Regions from separate parts of the Sus scrofa genome. Here region 2 is linked to region 1. A link is a contact called in public Hi-C data. All regions are on one chromosome and are shown on one strand. The core of a region is the stretch at or near the end of the contact, and the rest is flanking DNA. Distances in the headings are between cores, read along the strand shown. Region 1 holds the start of ZNF341 (zinc finger protein 341). Region 2 overlaps CHMP4B (charged multivesicular body protein 4b).

Region 1 (2,732 bases), core at 62-2,561:
CAAGGGGGACTAGGAAGGGGAGGGGTGCTGTTTGGGGTGGGGAGTGGTGTTCAGAACAGGACGTGGAGTTCACAGTAGAAATGGGCCTTTAGTCAGAGGATCTTCGAGGCAATTTATCAGGAACAGGAGCTTGCAGTGTTCTACAATGACAGTGGAGTTTTAACTTTTTTTTTTTTAATTTTAGGAGTTATCTATTTAGAAACTGAAGATGTGGTTTTTTGATTATTGCTTTGAATGAGGCTAAAACATGTATTTAAGAAAAAAGAATGAGATGTTTAGAGTCAAATCCATGGTAGTCCAGTTGTAGGAGGATATGGCCATGCCCATGGGAGAGATTGTCATTGCTGGCACAGCTACCCCCATGCACACCTCAACACTTCTTTGTGGCCCAAGTGTACATACTTTGAAACTACATCACAACTTGTCCTGACCTAATTTTCAAAACGTAATGTCTATTTGCTTCCCCCCACTCCTAACTCCATGGAAAAGGACCACTGTACTCCTGGAGTTACTATAGGACTTAGTAGGTCCTCAATGAGGAGCTGATGAAGCATAAAAAAAGATGATGGGGGATCCAAATGAGGGGCAGGAGGATTTTTGGGAGACCTGGATGGGCTTTCTCTGAGGCTGGCCAGAGTGGTGCTGAGGTGGGCATTGGGAGTTTATGTAACAGAAATAGGGTTTCCAAGAAGCAGGGGAGAAAGTCCGTGTATAGAGGGAATGAAGGTTCCCAAAAGGCGGAAATGGAGGTTTCTGTAACGGAAATCTCTTGAAGTGACAGGGGATTAAGACCAGGCAGAGATGGGGGTCATGTGAGGAGAAGTTGGTGGCTTCCAATAGTTAGAGATGGTCACTGAGGGAGGAGGGAATGAGAAGCCTATGATAAGGGATGGGAATCCGTGTTACACAGCTGGAGCAGGAGTCCTGTATTAAAGTGGAGATGGGGGCGTTGGTGAGATGCGTAAGATGGGAATGGGGTTGGTTTGCACAGGCGAGGGTTCTGTGTGCGGTGCAAATATTCGGTCCGTGTCGCAGAGTTGGGGAGGGTCTCACGCAGCAGGACGGAGGTCTGTATCACAGAGTTGAGGGTCACGTCCGGTGTTGTGGGGCTGGAGGTCCAGAAAACTGGGAGGTCCCTGTGTACAGCAGGGATGGGGTCGATGTGCAGAGTCGGGGGTTCAAGTGAGGCAGGGATGGGGTCAATGGGCGCCGGTGGCTGGGTCATTTAGGCGGGACTGGGGTAGCCCCAGGATGGTGGGGGTCCTGTGAGGCCATTACTGGCTTTCCCAATTGGGGTGCCCGAGTTTCAGCGGCGGCTCCCGGGCGCCCCCTGGCGGCCCCGTTCTCGCCGCCGCCGCCTCGGCTCCCACAATGCTCGCGCAGCCGGGCTTCGGGCTCTGGTGGCAGCGGCAGCTCCAAGATGGCGCAGACGATCTTCGAGGCCCTGGAGGGTGAGCCGCGGCGAGGCCGGGGGAGGCGGCTGTTCCGAATTGCGCCCCCTCCCGCCGCGCCCTCGCAGCGCCGGGCCCAGGGCGCGTGGCGGCCGCGGGGCGGAGGGCGCCAGGGCCGGAAGAGCAGCGGGGCGGGAGGGGCACGAATGGGAACAGCCGCGGGAGCCGAGGGCCGGCGGGGGTAGGGGCCAGCGGGGCCGGAACAGCAGCCGAGTTGAGGCGCAGCGGTGATGGGGGGGGCGCCTCAGGATCGGAACAGCCGCGGGAGCTGAAGCCCGACGGGGAGGGGCAACGGGACAGTAACAGCGGGGGAGAGAAGGCCCTGGGGTGGGGGGGAAGCACTGGGACCGGAACAGCCGGAGAAGGCTGGCGCAGCGCGGGGGGGAAGGCGGTCTCGGGCCGGAACAGCGGCAGCCTCCCGGGCCTCGGGCTGTTGCCGGGGTGGGGGTAGAGAAGGCTTCCTGGAGGGAGCAGCTGCGGGGAGGAAGAAGCCCCGCCGGGTCTGGAACCGGGGGAGGCTGCGCTGCTGAAGGGAGGCCTGGGAATGGCTGCCCCCAGAGGGACGGTGGTACAGAAGCGGTGCGGGGTTGGAGGGGCCGGGCCAGGTGTCCTGGCCGTGAAGAACTTGTATTGAGCGCCAACTGTGTGGTTTGGGCTCAGACATAGTGTCCAATTCAGAAGGAAAGGATCAGCGCCACCTTTGTGCAAGGTTGGCCTCGGTGCTCACCGACAGAAACCAGCAAACTCTGGGTACCTACTTTGTGGACCATTTCGGCGTGCAGAGTTTTATAAACTCAGAGCAAGAAAGGATGGATGCCAACATTGTGGTTGCTCTGGGAATTGTGAGCTTTGGAGACAGGAAGACACTGAGAGTGTCCTTGTGTGCCTTCTGGGAGTTGGAGAGGAAGCCTCTTCGGATCCAGGGCCATGGCCAGCTTGATGCTGGGGGGCCACAGACTCAAGAATGTTTTTGGAGGCATGAGATATGTATACACAGAGGTAGTGCAGGTACCGAAAATAGGCTAGACTGGTGGTATGTGGCTGAGGCTTTGAGTCCTGCACTGGCCAGGTCTCAGTCTTGTCTCTACTTGGAGGATCAGAGTTCTCAGCATGAAATGTGTATTCCTGCCCCCATCTGGAAAGCTTGAGCTTCAGGGAGGTGAGGCACAGAGAGAAATTATAGAATTAGAGTTTACCAAATTATAGGAGTTTCCGCTGTGGAGCAATGGGATTAGCAGTGTTTTGGGAGCACTGGGACACAGGTTCGATCCCTGGCCGGGC
Region 2 (2,732 bases), core at 166-2,665, 95 kb after region 1:
CTTAGATCCCAGAACACAGACTTCTGACAATGCCCCTCAGTAATGAAGGGCAGATCACTTTCCTTCCTGGGATCCTAGTTTCCCCAGCCTGGCCTCGAGTTACCCTTATCACAAGGAGGTACTTCGTGGTTGCCTGCTGTTTCTGGGCAGTAAAACACCTCCTCTTTCTTTTTCTTTTTCTTTTTTTTTTTTTCTTTTTTTTGTCTTTTGTCTTTTTTAGTGCTGCACCCGAGGCATATGGAGGTTCCCAGGCTAGGGGTCTAATCGGAGATGTAGCTGCCGGCCTATACCACAGCCACAGCAATGCAGGATCCTCATCTGCAATCTACACCACAGCTTGAGGCAATGCTGGATCCTTAACCCACTGAGTGAAGTCAGGGATCAAACCCGTAACCTCATAGTTCCTAGTTGGATTCATTTCCACTGCGCCATGATGGGAACTCCAACCTTCTCTTTCTGACTGAATTGAATGTAGCTGCGGTCGAGCTATGTGAAGCCATCAGCTTGCCTTTTCGGGGACAGGAGGAGGCAGCCACACAGGCCCTTGTGCTCTTCCCCCTGAGTGAACCTTGACTCCCCTCAGCCGTTTTCTCCTCCTCCTTATGGCCCAGGCCTCTCCCACCTGCCCCTCTGGAATAATCTGTTGTTTACTTTGGGTCTCTGCCACCTCTTTCCAGATGTAGTCACAAGAGGTCCCAGGCTCATTATCCCTTAAACAAGCCCCAGGCCTTTCGGTTTTAAAGTTCTAGGCATTCCACTGGAGCTTAACACAGAAGAAAAGTGGGCAAGTGACAGAAGTTTGAGAAGCCTTACCCAGTTCCTGTGGCTATAGTCCCTGCGTCTCCTGGAGTGTAGAGGGAGGAGCATTTTAGGTCTTGGAAAAGATCTGGAGGCTGTTATGGGTAGAGAGGGCAGAAGGCACAGCCCGCTAGCCTTAGAAGTGGTGACAGAGCAATGCTGGGGATTCTAGAGCATTCCTCCCCCTGTCTCAGTGCTGTTGGGGCCACAGAGATGAAGCTTCCACCTTTGAGAAACTTATGGTCTAGGGAAGAGCTTAGGGCAGGCGTGAGGAAAGAAAACATTTATTCTTTGAAATACAAGTAAACAAACAAACCCTCCCTACAAAGTCCCTAACTATGTGGAATTGTCATCCCAAACACAGAGGGACTGATAAAATGGTTGGATTTTATCACATGTATATTTTAATCAATTTAAAATCCAGTAGTGTGTGTGTGTGTGTGTGTGTGTGTGTGTGTGTGTGTGTGTGTGTGTGTGTTTTAAGTCAGAGGCTTTTACTGCCTGCCCTTATGGATTACCAATTAGTCGAGAGTTTCTGGGCAGACTAAGCTGCCCCTTGGATGCCTCTGGTGCTGGCTTGTAGACTCTGTTGGGTGGGGAGGCACAGAGGCTCTCAGATCCCCAGGCTCAGGCAGCAGCAGGCCAGCTGGCTTCCTCTGTGAAGTAAAAACACACCCTTTGCAGATAGGCAGCCTGGCATTGATCCCACGCTTGCCACTGCATAACCGTATGACCTGGGAAGGCAGTAAACTCTTTGGGGACGCTAGTTTGGAGACGCTAATGTTATCTACCACATAGGGGTTTTCTGGGGGGAGGACGTGGGGTGAGCATGTAAAGCACAGGTCGTGGTGCCTGGCACCCAAGAAGCCCCTCCTAAGTGTCAGTACTATTGCATTTCTCTCCACTGTGCCTCGGCTATTTACGCTTTCCGGGAAAGATGTACTTGGGAGGAAGATGGGGGAGACAGGGAGATACAGAGCTCCTCGGAGAGAATGCTGGACACAGGCAAAGGCAGAGGCAGAAGTGGAAAGAAATGGGTAAGATGGAGAGAATGCTCACTTTTCTCGAGTATTTTCGGAGAGGTTCTCTCTCACCCATCCTTGTGGTAGCTATATCACACCCGTTTTCCATTTAATGAAGAGGTGAAATAACCTACCCCAGGTCAGTGTCAGGGCTAGGATTCTGACACCAAGCTCCAGGCTCTTTCCTCTGTGCCTCAGTGCTGGTACGAGCCAACCAGGACCGAGGTTGATGAAGCTGGTGTTGGCTAAATCATCAAGATGGTTTTAAGTTGGTTTTTTCACCAAGCTATTGGGGGTGGAGGTGGTATTGGTTCCCTTTCTAAAAATAGGCTCTGAGAGGTACTGCAGTTAGTAACACAGCCACCAGTATTTACTGGATGCATGTGCATGTCTGGCCCGGTGCCCGAGCTTCAGGTACACCTCTTATTTTAATCCACACACTAACCATGAGGTAGATATTTTTATTATCTGAGGATTAGTGAGGTTAAGTAATTTGCTTAGGGTTTACTTGATACTGAAATTGAAACTCACAGCCAGACAGCCGGACTCCCTAAAGGCCCATTGGCATCTCCCAGGCTTGTTTGAATGTGCCTTATCTTGCCTTTACCTCTGTTTTACAGAGCACACTTTTTCTGTGCTGTTTAAATGATTTGGGAGCAGTCTGCTATTCTGTGAGATTGTTCACTGAGGGGGCTTATTTCTTTCATCTTTGTCCATGTTAAACAGATAAGGGGCTTCTTTCTTTCCCTCTAGAATTTTCTCTTGCAGCGAGTACTGTGCTCCCTGTGTGTTTGCTGATGAAGTCAGCAGGGTTTCAGACTCCACTTTCCTGGTCATACACAAGTACTTATTTTACCATCGTTAAATGAAGTGCATTAGCTCCAGGCCACGGAGAGCAAATTAGGGGAACCA

Evidence for each region. Hi-C and Micro-C count contacts between places; a contact is called where the count stands out from the background.
Region 2: a Hi-C map of liver shows a contact between it and region 1, with 2.7 times the contacts expected there. The contact joins the enhancer-like site here to the promoter of ZNF341 in region 1. A contact is called at or near these places in 1 of 5 promoter capture datasets (liver), 4 of 47 Hi-C or Micro-C datasets (liver and skeletal muscle) and 2 of 2 datasets of contacts at active chromatin or transcription factors (alveolar macrophages and skeletal muscle).

What each region holds. Positions count from the first base shown.
Region 1 is chr17:37,222,648-37,225,379 of Sscrofa11.1, forward strand. It overlaps ZNF341 (zinc finger protein 341), which reads left to right and starts at 1,312. Exons shown (of 16, transcript XR_002339879.1): 1 at 1,312-1,451.
Region 2 is chr17:37,317,671-37,320,402 of Sscrofa11.1, forward strand. The region is part of intron 1 of CHMP4B (charged multivesicular body protein 4b); the gene reads left to right. Among named protein-coding and RNA genes, the nearest start is that of CHMP4B, 34 kb to the left of the region's middle. Within about 2 kb of position 1,416, at least 24 of the 83 cell types and tissues checked have an H3K27ac peak or open chromatin away from gene starts, as enhancers often do. A contact at or near this core is called in liver and skeletal muscle, where this site is marked.